Linked DNA regions of Zea mays: region 2 is linked to region 1. A link is a contact called in public Hi-C data. All regions are on one chromosome and are shown on one strand. The core of a region is the stretch at or near the end of the contact, and the rest is flanking DNA. Distances in the headings are between cores, read along the strand shown.

What was found. Hi-C and Micro-C count contacts between places; a contact is called where the count stands out from the background.
Region 2: a contact with region 1 is called in a Hi-C map of leaf, with 5 times the contacts expected there. The contact joins the promoter of LOC100303991 here to the promoter of LOC100193705 in region 1. A contact is called at or near these places in 3 of 25 Hi-C or Micro-C datasets (bundle sheath, endosperm and leaf).

What each region holds. Positions count from the first base shown.
Region 1 is chr1:145,240,849-145,246,514 of Zm-B73-REFERENCE-NAM-5.0, forward strand. LOC100193705 (Alanine aminotransferase 2 mitochondrial) reads left to right here and starts at 3,356. Exons shown (of 15, transcript NM_001327768.1): 1 at 3,356-3,532; 2 at 4,312-4,362; 3 at 5,068-5,118; 4 at 5,221-5,286; 5 at 5,349-5,410. The coding sequence starts at 3,494.
Region 2 is chr1:145,426,970-145,432,635 of Zm-B73-REFERENCE-NAM-5.0, forward strand. It overlaps LOC100303991 (wound responsive protein), which reads right to left and starts at 2,507. Exons shown (of 11, transcript NM_001414262.1): 1 at 2,432-2,507; 2 at 1,126-1,421; 3 at 481-651; 4 at 342-391; 5 at 200-256; 6 at 28-93. The coding sequence starts at 1,417. It also overlaps the pseudogene LOC103644943.

The DNA.
Region 1 (5,666 bases), core at 2,106-4,605:
TTTTTCTTAAGAAACCGCCACTAAAAATAGCACAGTCGGTGGATAACCGGATCCGTCTGTAAAAATATATCGTCCCGCAGGCATCGAGCCTTTTTCTACTAGTGATATTTTATGTATGTGTTTCATATATGTGTCTAGATTCATTATCGTCTATTTAAATATACATATAAAAATCAAGTGCTAAAACAAATACTATTTTAGACGGATGGAGTATAATCAATATTATTTTTTCAAAGAGTATAATAGATTGTAAGTGAGATTTATGCGCTGAGATAAAAAAAACTCATTGTGGGGTAAGACAACTCTCAGCTATTATATTAAAAAGATGAGATTTTTTAACCTCAATTTGAAATTCGTTTCCTACAAGTTAAATTCTACCCAAACCATATAACCAACTCATATAACCTTTAGCTACGTTAAGATAAAGGAGAGAAGAGTTGACGCACAAAGCTCCAAGACAAGCAGTTCATTGTTTTATTAGCCATGGTTTAACGTGATGCTCTACGTGTCCACAGCAAGAGGAAAATGCTCAATGGCCACCTCACTCTCTTTGGACCTTTTTTATTGTTTCCACGTCATAGGTGACAAAAGCAATTTACAAACTTTGTGATGGAGAATGAATGTGAAGGCTGCATCCCTTTCCTCAAGATATCTCGCTGAGTCACCCGCCACAACTTCTAAACTGAAAAAAAAATCCATTATATATAGATCCACCACAGCTAGAATTTACTCAATTTGTGTTTGGACTGGTTTGTTTAATTTATTGCTTCTAGCGCAATGGAGAGGGCTATCACTTTTGGTATCAGGGACTTAATTTGATTCAGGAGAAAGAATACTACAAAAAAACTATCTTTGGCCGTCGGAAATTTTCTGTTTTACTGTAGTGAATGTAGTGAAGGTGCAGGTGCTATGTGCAAGTGTAGCATATGTAGAATTGAAACAGGATAGCTAGGACAATGACATAAATTAAAGAGATGATTAGTTAGTTGATGCAAGTTTGGTGATTTTGTTCTACTTGATGAATATCTAGAGTTTCTCTTTTGTTAAACTGAAATCCATCTCTTTTCACTAATTTTATATAGATAATGAATTTTAAAAACCATAGAGGATTTCTTTTAAAAAATTAAGCTAAAAGTAGGTCCTATAGAGAGTCTAACTCAACAACGGACACCTAACCAAACCAACTAGAAGTTCTTTCGTTTATATACTACTTTTAACCAGTTGCAAGCAGTTCAATCTATTCTATGGGCGTCGTGCTTTCCTTTAACAACTCAAAAAGGCATATATAATTATGAATAGGGGATATTTTTTCAGCTGCCAGGGCCAACTTGAGTCTGAGTCTGATTGGATATGGACAAATTCATCAAGCTTTCATGTGGATCTAGAGTGCTTTTGCCAGCAAAACGTAGATTTTCTTGCTTCAAACATGTTCAGCACAAGATATTTACACAGAAGAGAAATAACATGCAGTTAGAACCGTATAACTATTATGTCCTCTGCCAAAGTTGTTGGAATTCGGTCCATATAACTTTAGAAGAAGATTAACATGTTTGGTTGCATGTCTAAGTTGCCAAAAACTACAACACAATTTTTGTCACACTTATCTAAGGTTAGATGTTTAAATTATGTGCCACATTATAGCATGCCTAAGTGAATTTTATCACACTTTTATTAGTCATTAACGAGTGAGACCTACATAGCAGGAGAAAAATCATGTCATAATTGTGGCTACAAACTAAACACATACCTAACTCAGTAAAACATGTCTAACCTTAGTCATGACAAACTGTGGAAAATAAGGCAGCGAACCGAATAGGCCCTAACTTCCATAGATACTTTTTCAAGCTATCAGAAACCAGTCTTGCCCAAAGTTCTTTCTGGTGGTGGCAATCTCAATTACTTGGGTCATTCGAAATGCAAAAACTGATCTAATCACTACTACTTTAGAGCACTAGTTTTGTACGTCGTGCGTCATATGCAAAACACATGCAAAACACGTAAGTCTATTCATTTCCCCCGATTATTGCCTACTAATGGATCGTTACATCACAAATTAGCCATGAGAAACTATCCAAGCTTAACATGACAGAAAGTCACTCGCAGCGCAGCGCTTCCATATAGTACCACCTCGTTAGCTAAAAGAGAACGAACGATCAAATGAGCTATAAGAAAAGGGTCAGGCTCGTTTTCAACTCATATCTTTCTTGACATTTTGGAGAAAATAAAGTGTAATATTTGTTTTTATCAGTTTAATATTTAATATGTGAACCATATGTGTACTTTAATATTAAAATATTTTTATTTATATCAAATATGACTGTGTGCCATCGTTACCGACAAAAATGTACTATTCAACAATGTTGAACCTCACTTCCATTCTTTGGAAGAAACTTACGGAAAAAAGATAAAACTGATCACCTCCAGGGCAAACGCTAAACATTCAACTCTCTTTGATTTATGGATCCAGAATCTGCTGTTGCCTTCTTCTGTACTTTTACTTTCTTCATTTCATTTTTTGTCTCTTGAAGTTTTGTTGTTAAACTTTTAATTTTCACTCATCTTTTGGTTTTTAATAAATTTCTACATGGGCTTCGCCTTCTCCAATTTCGTTAAAGAATGTATTATATAGTTGATAGTTCCATATATCTTTCGTAGGATCAAATAGTCTTTCATTAGCTCTAGTCAACGGAGCCAACATTTTATTAGAAATGACATTGATAGATAAACTTTTTAAATGTTTTACTCCTTGTGTCCTAATTTATTATTTATTATAATTTTTTATAAGTCTGACCAGCTCGTTTCATTCAAAATTCTTAAGAAAAAAAGAAAAAATTAAAGCCATACTTAATGTGTATTACATGATAAACAATATCACAGTAAAAATTAATAATAATTATATTTTTTAATTAGACAAGTTAATCAAAATTACGATAAAATTTTTAAATGAATTATAAATTGGAACGAAAGAGGGAAACAACAAGGGAAACATCCCGCATCACATCGCAGATAAGAAATAAAAAAACTCGCATAGCTTGAATCGGCACAGAAAGAGAAGCCAAGTTATTCATAGTAGTTGCATGTACGAGAGAAGGAACATAAAAGTGCCAAAATTGCATGATGCAATCTAGGCAAGCTCATCTACAGCATTGATCTGAGACTTTTTTATTGTAATAAATACCAAAGAGTGACTTTGTTTGTTTTATTTTAATTAACGCAAAACCGCGGCTGTGGCCACCGGCCCTCCGTTCTCCTTCCACTCGCTTTCTGGCGTGCGCCTCTTGTTTGTCTGCTTCCGTCGTTCCCTCCCCCTGTACGCCCGTGGCCGCCTTTTATAAGCACCAGCCATCTGGCCTTTTTTTTCGACAACGCCAAACATCTGGTTTCGCTGCCCCGATTCGCCACGAAGCCGCACTGTGAGAGAGGGACGCGGCCCGTTGTCCTCGGCTTGTACGCAATCCTTCCGTCGCTGCGAAGCTGATCCCTCGTGTTCGCCATGGCCCCCAGCGTCGCCGTGGAAAACCTCAACCCCAAGGTGACAGCACCGCCCGTTTTCCTCGCCCTGTCTACCTGTCTGTCCATTGAAGGTTCCGTTTTGATGGATTCTTCGGTGGGAAGTTTGGGCTTTGACGAGACAGAAAGAAGCACTGTGGATGTGCTGCGTTCTGCATATCCCTGATTCATCTGAGCCGCGGCTTTGATTCTCGTTTGCTTGAGAAATTTGGGGTGAAAAGATTATCCTTGATTCGCTGCAGTGGTACATGCGTGCTTAGTTCTTGTTCTGATGATCCGGTTTTGATTCATACTTTGAAATCAAATGAGATTTTTTTAGGATATTTGTAAAATAACTGCACCGGCGCAAAGTTCCAACAGTAAGATGTTGGGAACAAGTGTAGTTCCTTTTACCGGGATCACTAGTTGCTATCGCTCTCTCTCAACCCAGAGTTAGATCTCAGTGCGACTCGAGCTGCTGGAGTGCCTTTTCTTTTTGTTTTGTTTTGTTGTGATCGAATAGTTTAATGTCATCTATGTCAGTATCCTTTTTCTCCCCTTTGACTTCAAAAGGGGATACGGCGGTTTGTTTGAACTGCTGCCCCATTCTGGTGCAAAATGATGATAGGTTGATGCTGTACTATTTATGCGAGATCTGAGGTACTACAACGTTGGCAAGCTGTACTTTGTTACTAAACCTATTGAATGTCGTGTGATCTTGATCTCCACCTGTTTCATAGACAATAGCTTTCGTGCTTTGCTTGTCTAGGTAAGGCGAGTGTGGCTTCTCATGCCTAGCTAATACACTGACAACTATTACAGGTCTTGAAATGTGAGTATGCAGTCCGTGGCGAGATTGTCATCCATGCTCAGGTATCTTGACTACTGATGTTCAACAAGGCTTGCAGTCTAGTACTTCAGTATGTTATATATCACTCTGTTCATGTTCCCATATAATCGGTTAATCACCTCACCACAAGGCAATAACGTTAAATCATATAAGTTTTGTTAGGCTGTTGTGATAATAGTACTTGTTACACTGTTGTGGTAATAGTATTGCTTTTGATACTCAGCTTGTTCGCTGCGGCTTGCTGCGGCTGCAATCCGGCTGCGGCTGCGGCTTCTACAGTATTTTTCTCTCTATGGATTGCAGCTGCAGCAGTCCAAACAGCTGCAACAGTGTCGGCTTGTAGCCAGCCGAACACGCCCACTGCTATCTGATTTAACTGAATCAACAAAGAACAGCATAGTGCAATACCTGGAGTCACAAACATGTATTTGTGTTATAGAGCTTACTTTATAGTTTTGGAATTCTAGTTTGGTTCAGGAAGGGAATTAAGCATATAGTCTCCTTGATTGCCAATTAACATATTATTAATATTTTAATTTGCAATTGTTCCCTGATGAAATCTATCCTAATTATTGAAGGTTAATAATCTTGTTCACCATATTTAATATGGCTCACTGTGAATATTTTTTAGAATCTTGAGCGCTCCATGCCACTAGCAGGTCTGCTATTATTAAGGAACTGCTTCAAAATTGATTTAATATAGCCCCACTGTTTTTTTCTGTTAACAGCGCTTGCAGCAACAACTACAAACACAACCAGGGTCTCTTCCTTTTGATGAGGTACCTAACTGTTGATTCGAAAATTTCATTGAAAGTACTTTTATCTTTCATCATTTTTCGAAAACTATATAGCTCAGTCCAATTATATTTTTACCCTTGCAGATCCTGTTCTGCAACATTGGGAATCCTCAATCCCTTGGTCAGCAACCTGTGACGTTCTTCAGGGAGGTATGCAACTTTACCTGCAGATTCCACCTTTGTTTCTTCGATATTTACATGGTACCTTGCAGGTTCTTGCTCTTTGTGATCATCCATGCCTCTTGGAAAAAGAGGAAACCAAATCATTGTTCAGGTGAATATCGTCACTGTTCTATTCATTCATCATTCTGTTTACCGAAGTCTTAAATGGAGAGATCTAGTGCAAACGCTCAGCTAAGTGATATCCTGCTATTTTCCCAACTTCAGTGTCAAAGCAACCTAAAAATTCTAAAAATGTTACAGAGATAGGACAATTATCTTCCTCCAAAATCAAAGCTGTGGCAACATAATTATGCGGAATTTTCTTTGAAAATAGTAAACATTTATATAAATAGTAAAATTTCCAATGA
Region 2 (5,666 bases), core at 1,257-3,756, 190 kb after region 1:
TTACTTATTAGACAGGTAGATTTGTACCTTTGTTAAATAAAGTTCAGCACAGTAGGCTTCTTGAATTCTTTTGTTTACCCTAACAAGTTTTACCTGAACCCAAAACCACCATCATGATAGAAGGGGCAATAAGATGAATTAACTTCTCCTTGACCAAGTAAGCATATCTGCTACAAATGCTTACAAGTAAAAAGATTACCTCATAACCCATTTTATCAATCATTTCCTTGACAACTTGATATATGGTCGGTCGTGCCTATAACAGAAAGGTGTTATATAGACTACATCAAGCAGAACAGATAGTATGAAACAATAGAATTGATGATAATAGAAGGAATTACAATGTGGACATTACGAATAGCTGCCATCAGAAGAACGCTTGGCATCTCCACTGAGAAAATTGAGAGGGTAGACATGCATTAATGTCAATAAAAAATTCCTACTTCTGAATTCACCGAATCAAACTAAAAGATTACGTACAAACAATGATCGGGAGTAAAGTTCCGCTTCCATCTTCAATCCTCAAAACAATAGCAGGTTGTGGTGTATTCTCTGGAATATTTCTCCCTTGAAAATTACTATGGACACAACGCAAGTTCTTTCCATCTCGCATCTTTATCACATATCCTTCTGATCCACTTCTCACCTCAACTGGAAAAGAACACAAAACCAGATTTTACCTTAGGAATAGGTACTGGAGACACACCAAAGTACTACCAGTAGCTAATTTGTAAATTGACTATTAAATATTCAAATTGCTTTCCATTCCATCAACATAATTTAATTTGTGTTGAGTTCAAACATGATTTCGATTCAAATCGTCAACTTGCAACTTGCATATAATAATGTATGGTACCAATGATGATATAATATGCACAATAGTTTGCAACATAGGCACAATATCAGTACAGTTACAAGATAAATTACAAGTTGCAATGGAATGCATTCAGATTTTTCATTCAGACAGTAAGATGCTTGAGACAAATGAGCGGAACATGGAATGTCAAGCAACTAATCACGTAGCAAAATTAAGTCTAAGGTAGCAAATAAATAAAGCCTAAGTAAAACTTGAATGTTGTGTGGCATTCTCCATATAAAAGCAGACCATCTTGTGTGAAGAATTACCTGCTTCTAGCACAGTAGAATTAACATAGTCTTCATCACTCTCGCTAGAGTTTCCAGCCATGTATCCATTACCATCAGAAGACGAGCTGAAGCTACAGCATGGACCTATGTTCTTCGTAGATGTTTGAGAGATGGGAGAAATGAATCTTGAAATGTTTCTGTATTTTGAAATGGCACCAAACAATGCAGTCCCAAGCTGCCCGGATTTGGTCAGGGAGTTGTTGATCAGCGCAGCAGCAGGCAGTTTCGCTTGCATTGCAGGACGGCAGAAAACAGGTCCCTCCATCGCCATCAATCTGCCTCCATGAAAAAATGGAACAAATAAATAAATATCCGTGTCCAGATAATGTTGTGCAGGAATAACCAAGTGGCCTCTAGAAGCAGAAAAGTCAGAAAATGATTCTTGGCCTGCGCCTATGCTACAACTATCAGTTTTATTTTTTCAAAAACAACTATCAGTTTTCAATTTCATGACACTGACGTATCAACCTACAATTTGGATTCAAAAATAAGCTGGATTGCAGTCTTGATCGACAAGTGCTGGACCTTATTTTATATCTCAGCCCCAAACCGTAGCGTCAGATGCCTAAACACTGCCGAATCAAGCACCTAAACCTGACAGCTTCACATATCATTTATTGTTCCCATATACTAATGATCCCTTAATTCGCAGACTATTTCCCATGTTCATCAGCGCCGATGTAAATAAAAATGAACACACGTAACTGAGCATTCGATTGCACTGAACGCCCAGGAGAACACATCCCAAAGATCGCCTCACACCATCCTCATGATGACAGTTATCCAGCCATCCAGGAAGGAATCAACGGAAGGACAGGTGCAGGTGCAAGAATCATGTCCCATACCCCCCTCAGCGCACAGTCCCCAAACAAAACGAGCAGAAACCAAGAGACCAAGCAAGAATCCAAATCGAAGCTCCCATCGAACAATAAACACTCACCCGAAGGAAACTAAATCTCGTTACACGAAGAGGAGCAAGCCGTCGCTGCTCCAATTAACGGGGGGAGAAAACGAGAAGAAACAAAAGAGTCCACGAAATGGTAAAAGAATCCCAAGAGAGTGAATGGAAGCCACAAGAATCGGATCGCAGACCGCATCAAGAACAAGCCTGATTTGGAAAAGGCACGAGGAGAGGTCGTCTTTACGAGCAATGGTCGCCGCTCCTTGGAGCCGAAGAAGCAGAGCACGAGCGCAAATTGAGAGGAGGGGAGAAGAGCGACCGTAGTGGAGTATTAATTGTTGATTTGTTGGAGAAAGAAATAGAAAAGGAGGTGGGGCTGCTTACCTTTCGCTTTATCCGGAAGAGAGAAGAATCGCAAAGCGGTGGGCGAACGACGGCGAGCATCGGTCTCCCAGTAAAAATTACACTTTTGTCCTCCTAATTTATTGACTACTCGAACGTCTTAAAACAGACTTTAGTATCTTTATCTTTATCTTTACAAATAATTAAGTACTCATTGTAGGCGTCTACATCCGCGGTGTTCTGCCTCCAGAAATCTCGGTCGCGATAGCGCCTCTCCATCCCGCCGTCGTCTGCCATTTCTACCATTCCCGTCTATTCCCATCGTGGAAACCGCTCGCCCTCTCCACGCGACATCCAAACGCGCCCGCCCCCTCCCCACCCCACACCAGGCGCCCGCCTCCTCTGCGTCGCATCCGCCGCGAGCTCAAGGCGGGACAGCCTCCACGGCGGCGGGGTCACGCTGAACAGGGAGTCGCTGCAGGGCCGGCGCCTGCACGCCATCTCCGTGTATGTGAGCGGGATGCTGACCGTGCGCGAGACGCTGCTGTTCGCCGCCGAGTTCCGCCTGCCCTGCGCGCTTTCCTCAGAGCGGAAGTGCGCGTGTGTCGACCAGCTCGGCCTCTTCTACGTTGCCGACACCATCAACGGCTGGCGGCGGCGGTGTTTCTATCGCAGCCATGCGCCGTCGACGTCGTCTACGGGGAGGTGTGGGCAGGACGGCTGGCACTGCCGGTGGTGGACGGGAAAGAGCTGTTTGCACGCGGGCTGCTGGGTGTCGAGCTCGGCCCCGATGACGTTCCGCCGTTTGCAGCAAAGCCAGACTGGTGCCCTGTGTTCCTTCGGGTGTGGGGGACAGATATCCTCCGGGTCTACTGAAAGGATAAAAGACCTCACGAAAGGCCCAAGGACCCAATAAATCGTAAGGTCATCCCTTCGTGAACCTGGGGAGGAACGACCAGTGAAGCAGGTTGACGCAAGGCCGGATCGGTGCGAGCCCAGACGGCCCGATGACTTCGAGCAAGTAATCACAACAGTGACCCGACCTTCCCGCGCTGGAACCCCGTATAACGGAACCAAGCGAGGATGGGTCGGCGGAACTATAGGAAGATAGATTCGATTGGTTCACTATCATTTAGGCGCATGCTGTTATCATATCCGCATGTAATGCCCCGCGGTCGAATATATAAGGCCTAGGGGGCACCCCTTCAGATCGATCGATCTCACTACCCAGCCATCTACCCCAACTCTCTACGTTCCTCGCACTAGAGAGTTTCCTTGTAATCCGCCACATAAAACATTCCCGCCAGGACGTAGGGTGTTACGCATCTCTAAGCGGCCCGAACCTGTACACCATTGTTCACAGTTTCTCGTGCGCCCTGCACGAACCATCGAGCTACAGTCGGTAACACCGTCCTACTCCTAAAAAACACCTTGAGGGGCAACCCCGGGTGTGCGGTCGGACCCAAAACACCGACAGCTGGCGCGCCAGGTAGGGGGTGTGTCGCCGATCTAAGCTAGCTTAATGGCCGTCACCTTCCAGCACAAGATCATCCTCCGCCCCGGATCCGTGTTCTGCTTCGGAACTATCTCATCTGTAGAGGATGAGGAAGGAACTCTACATCTCATCGCAGATCCGCCAAGGAGGAAGTCTCCTCCAACAACCTTCGAAAATATCGGGGTGAAGCAGGGAAAAGTGCAACCTCCAGCGCTCCAAAAAAAGATCGCCTTCAGCAAGCCAGGAGCCGAGGGCCCGCTGGCCCAGAGAACTCCACTGTCTACCTCTCCAACGAAAGAATGGACACAAATCGCAAGGAAGAAAGAAACAAATAAAACTGGGAGGAAGCAAGTTGTTCTTTCTGTGCCTCTGCCCTCAAAGGAGAACAGAAAGAAGATCGCCACGACAGCTGCACCATTCTACCACGACGTCCTCTTCATCAGGAGAGTAGAGTCGCCCCCCGTCTCCGACGACGAGCCGACTGCACCCGGAGAGGAACCTCCTTAGCGAGAATCCCGCCGATGAAGGAACCGACGCCGAAATATCTGGCGACATCACGAGGCCGGAGAGCGGGACCCGGAGCAGCCTGTATCGCGAGACGAGGTCTTAGAGATAAGAGAAACTCCGGAGGAACGTGTCTTCAGGGAACGAAGGAATTCCCGACGGCGTGATCGTGAGAGCACCTAGAGGGGGGGGTGAATAGGTGATCCTGTAAAAACTTAAACTTATAGTCACAAAACTTGATTAGGTGTTAGCACAGTTTATGCCAAGTGGCTAGAGAGAATTCAAAACACGATAACCACAAGAAAGCAATCACAGAGTTGACACGGTGGTTATCCCGTGGTTCGGCCAAGTACAAAACTTGCCTACTCCACGTTGTGGCGTCCCAATGGACGAGAGTTGCACTCAACTCCTCTCAAGTGATCCAATGATCAACTTGAATACCACGGTGTTTTTCTTTCCTTTGATCTTTTCCCGTTTGCGAGGAATCTCCACAACTTGGAGTCTCTCGCCCTTACAGTTGAGTTCACAAAGAAATACGGAGTAAGGTGGGAATGAGCAACGCACACAAGACTCTAAAATCAGAGCAACAACACGCACACAAGTCGCAACAAGAGCTCGCAACGCAACACAAAGAGTTCACAACTCCACAAGAGCTCTATATGCTATCACAATGAAACGAATGCGTGAGATTGATGTCTTGGTGCTTAGAAGAGTTGTAGGAATGCTTGGTGTACTCCTCCATGCGCCTAGGGGTCCCTTTTATAGCCCCAAGGCAGCTAGGAGCCGTTGGGAACAAATCTGGAAAGCCATCTTTGCCTTCTGTCTCGTGGCGCACCGGACAGTCCGGTGCACACCGGACACTGTCCGGTGCCCGATTTGTTTCCTTAAATGGCGAAGCCGACCGTTGCAGATCGTTGCAGATCTGGCGCACCGGACAGTCCGGTGCACACCGGACAGTCCGGTGCTTCCTTCCGACCGTTGGCTCGGCCACGTGTCGCGCGCCGATCGCGCGGCCGACCGTTGGCCCGGCCGACCGTTGGCTCACCGGACAGTCCGGTGCACACCGGACAGTCCGGTGAATTTTAGCCGAAGTCGCCGGAGAAAAACCCGAGAGCGGCTGGTTTGCGCTGCGCTGATCTGGCGCACCGGACACTGTCCGGTGCACACCGGACAGTCCGGTGCCCCAGCCCGAAGCAGCCTTTGGCTGTACACAGCCACTCTCCACTTCTTTTCTTTTCTTCTTTCTCCTGTTTCTAACACTTAGACAAGATGTTAGTA